2 separate regions of the Arachis hypogaea genome follow, and region 2 is linked to region 1. Evidence: chromatin contacts called from public Hi-C data. All regions are on one chromosome and are shown on one strand. The core of a region is the stretch at or near the end of the contact, and the rest is flanking DNA. Distances in the headings are between cores, read along the strand shown.

Region 1 (6,190 bases), core at 2,062-4,561:
ATAAAAACTTTATTCATTAGATAAATTAATGTTTAAGAATATATTGTATATAAGTCACAAATTATAGAATTCAATTTGATGATAAAAGTAGAGTTAAATTTTAAAATGATTTTTGAGATTGGCAACTTGCACTAATTTTTTTTTAATAAAAAGTTCAACACAATAAAATGGAGCATTAACGTTCCAATAGAAAAGTACTAAATAGATAAAATAAACTAATTTCTAATCATTTTTGACAAAAGCCATCAACAATCCAGAAAATCAAATATCACTCAACTCTTTGTAACTCTTAATCGACCTGTTAACTACTCCTGCAATACCTGATTCTTGATTCCTGAAAATTGTCATTCTTTTTCAACCAAGTGCTCCAAATGATAACAATGAAACAAAACTCACCAATATTCTATTAATTTGACTCCACGATTAACCCCCTGAACCACGTAAACTTACGGTCATTCAGCTCTATATCCACCAGTTCGATAATGCTCACTACAACAAAATAGCATTTTGGCGACGATTTTTTTAATGCTTGGTGACGGTTTTTTAGTAACAGTTTTAACTGTTACTAAATGATTCTGCGACGGTTAAAGAAAGCGTTACAGATTTGAGCATCACCAGCTGACATAGTGACGGTTTTGGACCACCGTTGGTAAGGAGTGTTGCCAAATTATTTGTGACGGTTTTTAAAGTATAAAACCGTCACTAATTTGTAACACTTGTAAAGGTGTTTTTTATACTGTATTTCGCGACGTTTTAAAACTGTCGTTAAATTACTAAATTCTGTTCTTATATTTTATGACTATTTTAAACGGTCACTAAGTTACTAGTTCTTATGACAGTTTTTAGGCATATTTAGTGACTATTTAAATCGTCACAATATTTTTATTGACAGTTTTCCTATTTAAAACCGTTACTAAGTTATTTATTCCTGTGACAGTTTTTTCCTATATTTAGTGACTGTTTTAAACTGTCATAATCTCTTCAACATCAAAGATTTCTATTATCAAAAGTTGAATTCTAGAAATGACATTGTATTTCAACAAATCAAAATTCAATCCCACAAATTTTACAAAAATAGCAACAATGTATTTCAAAAGTTGAATTCTACAAGTTCTAATTACATAGTCATAATCCCACTTCAACTCTCCTTCTTTCTTAGCCTTCTTCTCTTCATACTTGTAAAAACATAAAAGAAATAAGAGAAAATTATATTACTTTTGATGTGGACCATAAACCTCGGCCCAAAACAAACACAACGGCTACCACAACAGCTAAGAATCAGGTAACAGATCATCCAATAACAGAAAAAAGATTCTAAAACTAACCATAACGAGATCTGCGAAAGAGTACAAGATATCAGATGCTAAACACAACGGCCTCTTCACCTATTTAAACAGCACCGAGGCAACAGAATAGGGGATAAGCACAACACAGTATCATTATTTCTTCCTACTTTTACTTTATTTGCGATTTGTTTAAACACCTCTTCTGACTTGAGCGTCGGAGATTCTTTTGCAGGTGTTCCACCCGCGGTGTTTTAGAAGCAAGCCGACCTATACGTCATCCCGGCGAATAGCAGCATAACCAATCTGAAATTACTAAAAGCTCGGACAGCAAGGAGGTCGGCCTGGGTAACTCGGACGGAACATTTGGCGCCCACCGTGGGGCACGAGGAAATAACAACCCCACTAAACCTAAGTTTCTTTTCTAGCTTTGTGCTCTCACTCTCTCTCTCTCTCTCTTCTCTTTTTTCAGGACCTCTCAAATCTCGGAGGATGGCTGACAACGGAATACAGCAACCCACGCAAGCTGAGCTCTTAGCCCAGATTTCCGAGCTCCAAGCAGAAGTCCGAAGGATAGCCGAGTTGTCGTCCAACAACCGAACAACAAAACATGGTGGGGAAGACCCCAAGAGCTCAAACCAGAATGACACGGAATCCCAAAAGCTCACCCCGCCAAAAGAGAAGCTGACCATAGATAACCCCTTCTCGGAAGACATCATGAAATTTCAAATGCCAAAAAATTTCGTCCTGCCTACTGCCCTTGAACCATATAAGGGGTTTGGTGATCCTCGTGTCCATATTAGAAAATTTCAATCTATGATGTTCTTTAATGGTGCCTCTGAGCCCATACTTTGTCGAGCTTTTCCTACCTATTTAGATGGTTCTGCATTACTCTGGTTCTCTAAGTTGTCTGCAGGTTTAATCTCTTCTTTTGAAGAACTGGCGAGATCCTTCATTGATTATTTCACTGCGTCAAGAATATATGTGCATGGGACAGACTATCTGAGCACCATCAAGCAAGGGCAGCACGAGAGCCTAAAGGATTACATGACGCAGTTTGCTGAGGCAACCATGGAGATTCCAGATCTGAGCCCAAAGGTCCACCTACACGCTCTCAAGAGCGGCCTCAGACCTGGCAAGTTCCAAGAGACGATCACAGTATCAAAACCAAAGACGTTAGACGAATTCCAAGAAAAAGCCGCTGGCCAAATGGAGATTGAAGAGCTTCGGGAAGCTCGGAAGACAGACAAGCAACAACCGAGAAGGGAAGAAGAAAAGACCTTTAGATCACAAAGCAGCAAAGAGCTGAAGAAGCCTTTCAAACTTAACCCAAAGTTCGACAACTATACCCAGTTCAACACAAAGAGGGAAGACATTATAAAAGAAATTCTACACGCCAAGATGATCAAACCTCCAAATAGGGCAGGCAATTATCAGGATCAGAGGTTCGTAGACAGACCAAATCATTGCGCCTTCCATCAAAAATTCGGCCACACAACAGATGACTATGTGGCAGCAAAGGATCTACTGGAACGGTTGGCAAGACAAGGACTCTTAGACAAATATGTTGACGGGAGGAAGAATAGAGGAGGAATCAAAACACCGGAGATTAACTAAGGGAAGGAGGAGAATGACAAAAAACAATGGGCAAACCAAAACCAACCACGAGGAGTCATAAACTGCATCTCAGGTGGTTTCGCCAGTGGAGGTACAACAAGTTCGGCTCGGAAGCGAAGCTACAGAGCAATGTTGGTAGTTGAAGGGCCGACCTCCCTACCCAAGGATACACCCACTGGAGAAATCACTTTCACAGCCTCGGATTGCAAATCAGCAAGTCCAAATCTCGACGACCCTGTTGTCATCTCAGTGCAAGTGGGAGACCTATTGGTAAGAAAGGTCTTACTAGACCCAGGTAGTAGTGCTGATGTTCTCTTTTACTCCACTTTTCAAAAAATGAACTTATCTGATAAGGCCATTCAACCTTACTCCGGAGATCTGGTTGGATTCTCAGGAGAAAGGGTATAGGCAATGGGAACTATTTGGTTAAGAACTGTTTTGGGGGAAACCCCTCTCACAAAAACGATTGATATTAGATACATCATAGTAGATTGCATAAGCCCATACAACATCATTTTAGGCAGACCAGCTTTAAATACTTTTGGTGCAATTGTATCCACTTTACATCTGTGTGTTAAGTTTCCAGTACAGGACGAACTCATCGCTACAGTACACGCCGACCACAAAGAAGCACGGCAATGCTACCACACTAGCTTAAAACAACAAGAATTGAACAAAGCCATTCCAGCACGGGTACAAGCCGTGTACAGCTCGGATGACCCTCCTCCCCTTAATAAGCTCGACCCAAGGGAGGAATTCCGAGAACGACCTCAAGCATTGGACGAGCTTGAGAAGGTAACGTTTTATGGAAGTACTAACAAGTTTACATACATAGGTAATGCACTTTCAGGTAAGGAAAAAGCTCGACTAATAAAGCTCCTCAGAGACAACACCGACCTCTTCGCATGGACACCAATAGATATGCCAGGCATCAACCCCAGCATTATATGCCATAAGCTAGTCGTGGACCCAACAGTCAAGCCCATGGCTCAAAAGAAGCTCAACTTGGGAGAGGAAAGACGACAAGCATCCTTAGAGGAAACCAAAAAACTATTGTCAGCAGGATTTATCAAAGAAGTAAGGTTCACAACATGGCTGTCAAACGTCGTAATGGTAAAAAAGAACACAGGTAAATGGCGCATGTGCGTCGACTTCACAAACCTTAACAAGGCATGCCCCAAAGATGCATATCCACTACCTTGTATTGACAAGCTGGTAGATAGCGCATCCGGTTTTAATTGTCTAAGCTTCATGGATGCATATTCTGGATACAACCAGATTCTAATGCATCCTGAAGACCAACATAAGACTGCATTTATAACAGAATTCGGAAACTATTGTTACACAGTAATGCCTTTTGGCCTTAAGAACGCAGGTGCAACATACCAGCGACTAATGGATAAAATGTTTAGAAATCAAATTGGGAGAAACATTGAGGTCTATGTCGACGACATGGTAGCCAAAACATCACAGGGGAACTCACATTGCGATGACTTAACCGAGGTCTTTGGTCAGATCCGAGCATATAACATGAGGTTAAACCCGGAAAAATGCACTTTCGGTATACAAGGTGGAAAATTTCTGGGCTTCATGTTGACATCCAAGGGAATCGAAGCAAATCCTGAGAAATGTGCTGCGATACTTGACATGACCTCGCCGAAGACTGTGAAGGAGGTGCAAAAGCTCACAGGAAGAATAGCAGCCTTGTCCCGGTTCCTGCCGGCAATAGCAGACAGATCTTTTCATTTTTTCCAAGCAATATCGAAGCATAAACAGTTTACTTGGACAAATGCCTGCGAAGAATCTTTTAGGAAGCTGAAAGCAATGCTGATGTCTCCCCAGATACTACAGAGTCCGGAGGAGGGTAAACCATTATATTTGTATTTATCTGTATCTAATCACGCTATAAGTTCGGCTCTTGTGCTTGAAACAGGAAAAACACAAAAACCAGTATATTTCGTCAGCAAGGTCCTACAGCCCACCGAGCAAAGATACCCAATGGTAGAGCAACTGGCTCTGGCCCTGATCACCACATCAAGAAGGCTCAGACATTATTTCCAAAGCCACACCATCATCGTGCGGACAGATCAACCCCTTCGGCAAATATTAGCAAAACCGGAAGTAGCAGGAAGGTTGATCAAATGGTCTATCGAATTATCAGAATTCGATATCCAGTATCAACCCAGGCCAGCTTTGAAGTCACAAATCCTGGTGGACTTCATTGCTGAGTTCACCTGTCCACATAACACTGCCGGACCGAGCACAGGGATGATGTATGTTGACGGAGCATCAAACAATGAAGGAAGCGGAGCAAGAATTATACTTGAGTATGAGGACACCATCATAGAACAGTCCGTAAGATTCTCTTTTGAAGCCAACAACAATCAAGCAGAATACGAAGCTTTACTAGCCGGATTAAACCTCGCCATCAAACTACAGATACCAAGAATCGTCGTACATTGTGATTCGCTGTTAATAGTACAACAGGTGAACGGATCTTTCCAGGTAAAGGACCCCTTACTAGAGCGATATTGGAATATGGTAAGAAAACTTATCTTGACATTCGATAAATTCAAAATTATTCATGTTCCAAGAGGAAATAACCAGAGAGCGGACATACTATCTAAGTTGGCAACAAGCAGAAAAGGCACTTCGCCCAAACTGTCACAATTAACGCTAGAAGAACCTAGCGTGAACCTAACATATATTTTAAGCATGTCACAGGAACTAGATTGGAGAGTACCCATCATAGATTATCTCCTCCACGGAACAATACCTACCAGTGAGACAAACCCAAAACTATTCCGAAGACAAGCAAGCTTCTATGTGTTGGTCGGCGCCGAGCTATACAAGAGAGGATTTTCACAACCACTCCTCAAATGCCTAAGCAAAAAGGAATCAGCAGAAGCCATGGACGAAGTCCATGAAGGAGTCTGCGGAAATCACATAGGTGGGAGAAGCCTAGCAGCAAAGCTACTCAGAGCAGGTTACTACTGGCCGACCATAAGAAAAGATTGCATAAACAAAGTAAAAAAATGCGATCACTGTCAAAAACATGCAACGATAATGCACAGCCCTGCCGAGGTGTTGCATAGCACGGAGGTAACTTGGCCATTTTTCAGATGGGGAATGGACATCTTAGGACCATTTTCAACAGCACCAGGTCAGGTGATGAGCGGATAATTTATACGCTTTTTGGCACTGTTTTTAGATAGTTTTTAGTAAGTTTAAGCTACTTTTAGGGATGTTTTCATTAGTTTTTATGTTAAATTCACATTTTTGAACTTTAC
Region 2 (6,190 bases), core at 1,877-4,376, 62 kb after region 1:
CCTAGTAACTAGTTTAGTATAAATATAACTTTTTACTATTGTACAAGAGGTCTTTTGACAGTATAGTCTCTTGACCATTCGGTCTTTTGATCATTCATGGGGGCTGGCCATTCGGCCATGCCTGGACCTTCATCACTTATGTATTTTCAACGGTGGAGTTTCTACACACTATAGATTAAGGGTGTGGAGCTCTGCTGTATCTCGAGTTTTAATGCAATCACTACTATTTTCTATTCAGTTCAGCTTATTCTTGTTCCAAGATATCTGTTGCACTTCAACTTGATGGATGTGATGATCCGTGACACTCATCATCATCTATCCTTATGAACACGTGATTGACAACCACTTCCATTCTACCTTAGAACGAGCGAATATCTCTTTGATTCCTTGATCAGAATCTTCGTGGTATAAGTTAGAATTATTGGCGGCCACTCTTGAGGATCCGGAAAGTCTAAACCTTGTCTGTGGTATTCTGAGTAGGATTCAGGGATTGAATGACTGTGACGAGCTTCAAACTCGCGATTGTTGGGCGTGATGACAAACGCAAAAGAATCAATGGATTCTATTCCGACATGATCGAGAACCGACAGATGATTAGCTGTGCTGTGACAAGAGCATTTGGACCTTTTTCACTGAGAGGATGGGAAGTAGCCATTGACAACGGTGATGCCCTACATACAGCTTGCCATGGAAAGGAGTATGAAGGATTGAAAGTAAGAAATCAGTATGTTGCAGAGATTCAACAGGGACAAAGCATCTCCATACACTTATCTGAATTTCCACCAATGATTTACATAAGTATTTCTATCTTTATTTTATGTTTTATTTATTATTACTTTCGAAAACTCCATAATCATTTGAATAAGCCTAACTGAGATCTACAAGATGATCATAGCTTGCTTCGTATCAACAATCTCCGTGGGATCGACCCTTACTCACGTAAGGTTTATTACTTAGACGACCCAGTACACTTGCTGGTTAGTTGTGCGGAATTGTGAAAAAAGTGCTGAGTTAATAGATGCGCATACCAAGTTGAATGCCATTGTTAGAGATCACAATTTCGTGCACCAATAAGCGATTCCACAATATTTTTTTAAGAAATAATATTTTTTATTAAGACTTGATATCTTATTTATCTTTGCATGTTAGATTTATTTCATTCAAAATTTGATATGTAAAATTTATGTTAGAATTTCTTGTTGTTAAAATTGTTATGTGAAATGGGATCGAATTGTTTTAAAAAAAATAAAAATTTAAGTTTACTAACGAATTTACCGTGGGTTAAATTCGTCGGTAAATATTAATTTAATTATTAGTAAATAATATATTGACGTCGGATTTATCCCCTAATTTTAGTTATTTGTAAATAATATATTACCATTGGATTTAACGGCAAAAATTTTTGAACGGTAATTAGCGGCAGACAAAAAAATTCGTTGGTAAATAATTACCGGTGAGGTTTATATTGACGATAAATTCGCTAGTAAATCCGATGATATCCAGCGAATTTCTTGTAGTGATGACACATGAATGAATACTATTGTGACATATGGCACAAAGTGATATATGTCAAAATCATCCAGGTCAACATGCTACGGGTCATGTATCACTGGTCAATATATTATCATACCATTACATGTGTCCAAATCATGGAGTAATACGTGTCACTAACAGTCCACGTCATCAAGCTATGTTATCACACCGTTAACAAAAAATGGGTCAAAGACTAACATAGTATACTTTTGTCAATTTCAAAAATATAATTAGTACAATCAAAATCTTAAAAATGATTAATACATAATAATATTGATCTTAAAGATCATTTTAAGATTTAACTCGATAAAAATTTGATGTTAACTCTTAATAACAAATTAAAAGCAAGCTTAAGTTGACTACTTTTTGAGAATCTTTTGAAGAGGTTCTATTATTAATGCATTAAAAATTTAATTAATTTATATTTTAAAGATATATTTTAAAAATATAATAATAATTTTTTTTAAATATGTTTGATATATTATTTAATATATTAAAACTATAAAAATATTTATTTTTTAATAATTTTTATAAAAGATTATAATATTTTTAGCGTATTTTTTAATTCACAAGTAGTTAGCAACTCATTAATTAATTAATTATAGGAGTATCCAAATTAAGAAACTAAGAATATAACTTCGGTCCCAGTCAAAACCAAGTAAAAGAAAGGAAAATATATATTATATAGTTCCATCAAACGTCACCATGGCGGCTTGACGGTGAATGAATATTCAATCGATGATGAGGTTGTTCTTCTTCTGATTATTCTTTATTTTTATTTTCTTCCACTTCCATCTTCCATTAATTATTATTTTTTTTCGTGGCTGTTATATGTAGATAAGTCTAACATTTATGTTCTATGATTCTTTCTTTATTTGGATATTCATCCAACCAGTGAGCTTAAGAAGATAAGGTTGTATAGGTGTCTGCAATTTTATTCAAATCAGTGTGGCTGAACTTTTGAGATTGTTAACATTTAACAAGAATTGAAGGGTTAAATAAGTGTTTGTTCATTACTAATTTACTATAACCCTCTCCCCACCAAAATGTTAGTGATGTAGGTTTTTCACGTTAGGTTTGGCTCCCTTTTAAATTATAGTTATCACAATCGAAATCGATAATTTATTTGGTCATATTGGATCATTAAATTATTAGTTTAATTAGTAAATCATTGATTTATTCGATTAATCTAATTATAACTAAATAAAAATTTAAAATTATAAAAATAAAATTAAAAGTTAAATATATATTTTTAAAAATATATTAATAAAAATCAAATATTAATTTTTAGATATAATTTATGATGTAAAAAAAATAATAAATTAGTCACTAATATAAAATACTTTTTCAATTTAAACCAACAAAAAAAAAATAACACAATTAATATCAATATATTTATATATCATGGGTTATTACTTATTTGATATCCATATCAATCCATGTTTAAAAGGATAAAAAAAATTCATTCGTAATTTATTATATATTTAACTTTTTATCACTTATAATGTTGAGAAGTAAGCTGACAGGGACAAGAAGGGAGGCGTGTATACTTGTTGCTCCGTGTTCGAATCCTTCTTTCACTCGTTTTTTGAGTACAGTGGACGGAAGCTCCTACTATGATTCGGCGGTGTGTGGGTGCATCGTAAACTCGCACAGATCTAGTGCAGTCTAGAATGCGAATCGTGCCGTTTGATTACAGATTCATTCTAATCTACTAACCGATTTGATTAGACTATCGATTTATTGGTTTTTTAATCGAACCAATTGGTCTGGTTCAATTTTAATAATAATAATAATAGGTTAGGTCTCTTGAAAATTTTTTTGTAAGAAAAAAAACCTAATGTTTCATGGGATTTTTTTAGTGAAAAAAATAATTGGATGAATATTTTCACCAAATTAATAAAAAAATATGTATAATGTTTTGTTGATATTTTTCATAAGAAAAAAAGTAAAGTATATTTTTGTTAAAATCTTCAATTTTATTTTTAAAGTTTTTTATTTATATCAAATATATTTTTAATAATTAAAGTTTTAGAAAGTTTAAAACTTATTAAACAATGATGGTAGCTATATCTAATTTACTTAGACTAAATTCTTAAAGTGATCGTCTAAATTAAACTTTTGTACCAATTTTATCCTCTAATTTTAATTGCACTAATTTGTCCCATATTTTAATCACCGTGTTACATACGAATTTCTTAGTCCATTTTCGACGTGAGTAAGTAAGTAGGATGCTGATGTGGTATAGCTACTGCCATGCTGTCAATAATAATGGCTAACTGACGTGATTCGTAATGTATAATTCGTCAATTTAGTCTTTATTTCTATTTATGAACCCTAAAGCTTTTTCATTTTGTTATGCTTCTCTTCTTTTTTGTCTTCTACTTCTATCATAGTTCTATTAATTCAATTCTTTTTTATCCACTCTATTTATTAATTTCTTTTTTTACTCCACAACAATCAAATCCGACCAAAGGATAAATAAGAAACCACAAGAAAAAAAAAGCACAGGTCCAAATGCTCACCACCATACACATTCTATTTCATTATTACTCCATTAGCATTCTTCACGGCTAACACAATTAATCCATGGCCGCCAACAACATCATCAAAGACAACAGCATCCACACATGAATAAATGAATATAAATGAATGAAAATACACGATAACATTTAATGTTACAACTATATTATAATTTCTCTTTATCCTACCTAATCGGCGATTCCTTGGTCAATTAGTTGGCAATAAAAGGTTAAGCACAGTTCTAATTTAATGTCACACATTTTTCAAAGCTATTCCTACTCAATTAAAAAGTTATGAGAACGAGTTTCAAGCTTACCGCAATATTAACTTTTTCAAGATAATAAAAGAATCCAAGACAACTTTAGAATATTTTTCAATGCTTCTAATTATTAAGAATAAGAACGAGATTCAATTCTTCAAAAAATATCAAACAGAGCTCCTAACTTTTAATAAGGAAAGGTTTAGTTACTTATGGTTGAAAAGAAAGCAACCTAAAACTCAAAAATTTTCTAACCCGTGGATTCATTCCTCGATGTGAATCTTATTCACTTATTTATATTTTAGCTTCCTAGTTATTTGAAATTCAAAAATTATCTAATCTTCTTATCTCAAAAGAATAAGATAACAACTTATTCAAATTCAAATATAATCTAAACTAAATCCTAACAACCAAATAAGAAGTTTATGCTAACAAATCATTTAAATTTTGAATCTTTGTTTAATTTTAGAATTTCTTGGGAGTTAGAATATAGACTTGGCACTGAACTCCATGGATTAGCAATGAGCTTTGGTGAGTTATGGACTATTGGGAGTTGAAATTTTACTTGGAATAAGCTTCATGTAATATACATCCTATCACATAAGGCCTTACACGCAGCCGTAAGTCAAAAGTGACAAGGCATTACGACACCTAAAAACAAAGATACATACATAGTATTTTGAAAAAATATAATTTAATTAGAAGCTTGTGAAAAAAAATTTAAACAAAAGACAACCGTTAGTCACACTTGAACCATGTTAACACAAGCAAACATCGTATACAGAAACAAAAGCTATATATATATATATATATATATATATATATATATATATATATATATATATATATATATATATATATATATATAAGAATCCAAGATATATATGTAATAAGTACTAGTTACGACCTACGAAGAAAAGGTCCACTAGAACATAATACAAATTAAAAGAGTACAAATTACATTCTATTTTCTCCAAATAAAATCTTAAAGAGGAAAGTATACAAATACATGTTCAATAGTGAAAAAATATGCTAAGTACATAATAAACTTCAAAAATAAAGTTTTCTTCGCTTCACCAACGAGTCCCGCACTCTTAGCGAGATGCGTCGCATCCTGTTATCTGAAAAATGAACAATTTCCTCACGGGTGAGAATCCGAAGGTTTCCAGTAGGGTAATAGTTTCAAATAGAGACTATATGAAACTACATGAACCCGCTAGGCAATCCTAGTCTCCAAGCTAGATTCTTTCTAATCCAAATAGTGTTAAGTTACTAAGTCTCAGTTCTATATAAATAAGAAAATACAAGAAAAAAAACACAGGTCAAAATTCTCACCAGGGTACACATTCTATTTCCTTATTATTCCATTAGCATTCGACACGGCTAACACAATTAGTCCATGGCCGTCAACAACATCATCAAAGACAACAACATCCACACATGAATAAATGAACATAAATAAATGAAAACACACGATAACATTTAATGTTACAAATATATTATAATTTGTCTTTATCCCACCTAATCGGCGATTCCTTGATCAATTAGTTCCAAATAAAAGGTTAAGCACATTTCTAATTTAATGTCACACATTTTTTAAAGCTATTCCTACTCAATTGAAAAGTTATGAGAACGAGTTTCAAGCTTACCGCAATATTAGCTTTTCCAAGATAATAAAAGAATCCAAGATAGTTTTAGAACATTTTTCAGTGCTTCTAATCATTAAGAATAAGAATGAGACTCAATTCTTCAAACAATATCAAACAGAGCTCCGAACTTTTAATAAGGATAGTTTTAGTTACTTATGGTTGAAAAGAAAGCAACCTAAAACTCAAAAATTTTCTAATCCGTGGATTCATTCCTCGATGTGAATCT

What was found. Hi-C and Micro-C count contacts between places; a contact is called where the count stands out from the background.
Region 2: a contact with region 1 is called in a Hi-C map of leaf, with 2.7 times the contacts expected there. The contact joins the enhancer-like site here to the promoter of LOC112794995 in region 1. A contact is called at or near these places in 2 of 8 Hi-C or Micro-C datasets (both in leaf).

The regions. Positions count from the first base shown.
Region 1 is chr4:85,853,602-85,859,791 of arahy.Tifrunner.gnm2.J5K5, forward strand. It overlaps LOC112794995, which reads left to right and starts at 3,312. Exons shown (of 1, transcript XM_025836955.1): 1 at 3,312-6,083. The coding sequence starts at 3,312. The coding sequence ends at 6,083. LOC112794994 reads left to right here and starts at 1,776. Exons shown (of 1, transcript XM_025836954.1): 1 at 1,776-2,900. The coding sequence starts at 1,776. The coding sequence ends at 2,900.
Region 2 is chr4:85,916,260-85,922,449 of arahy.Tifrunner.gnm2.J5K5, forward strand. No RefSeq gene overlaps it. Among protein-coding and RNA genes, the nearest start is that of LOC112796926, 12 kb to the right of the region's middle. Within about 2 kb of position 3,127, at least 1 of the 3 cell types and tissues checked has open chromatin away from gene starts, as enhancers often do.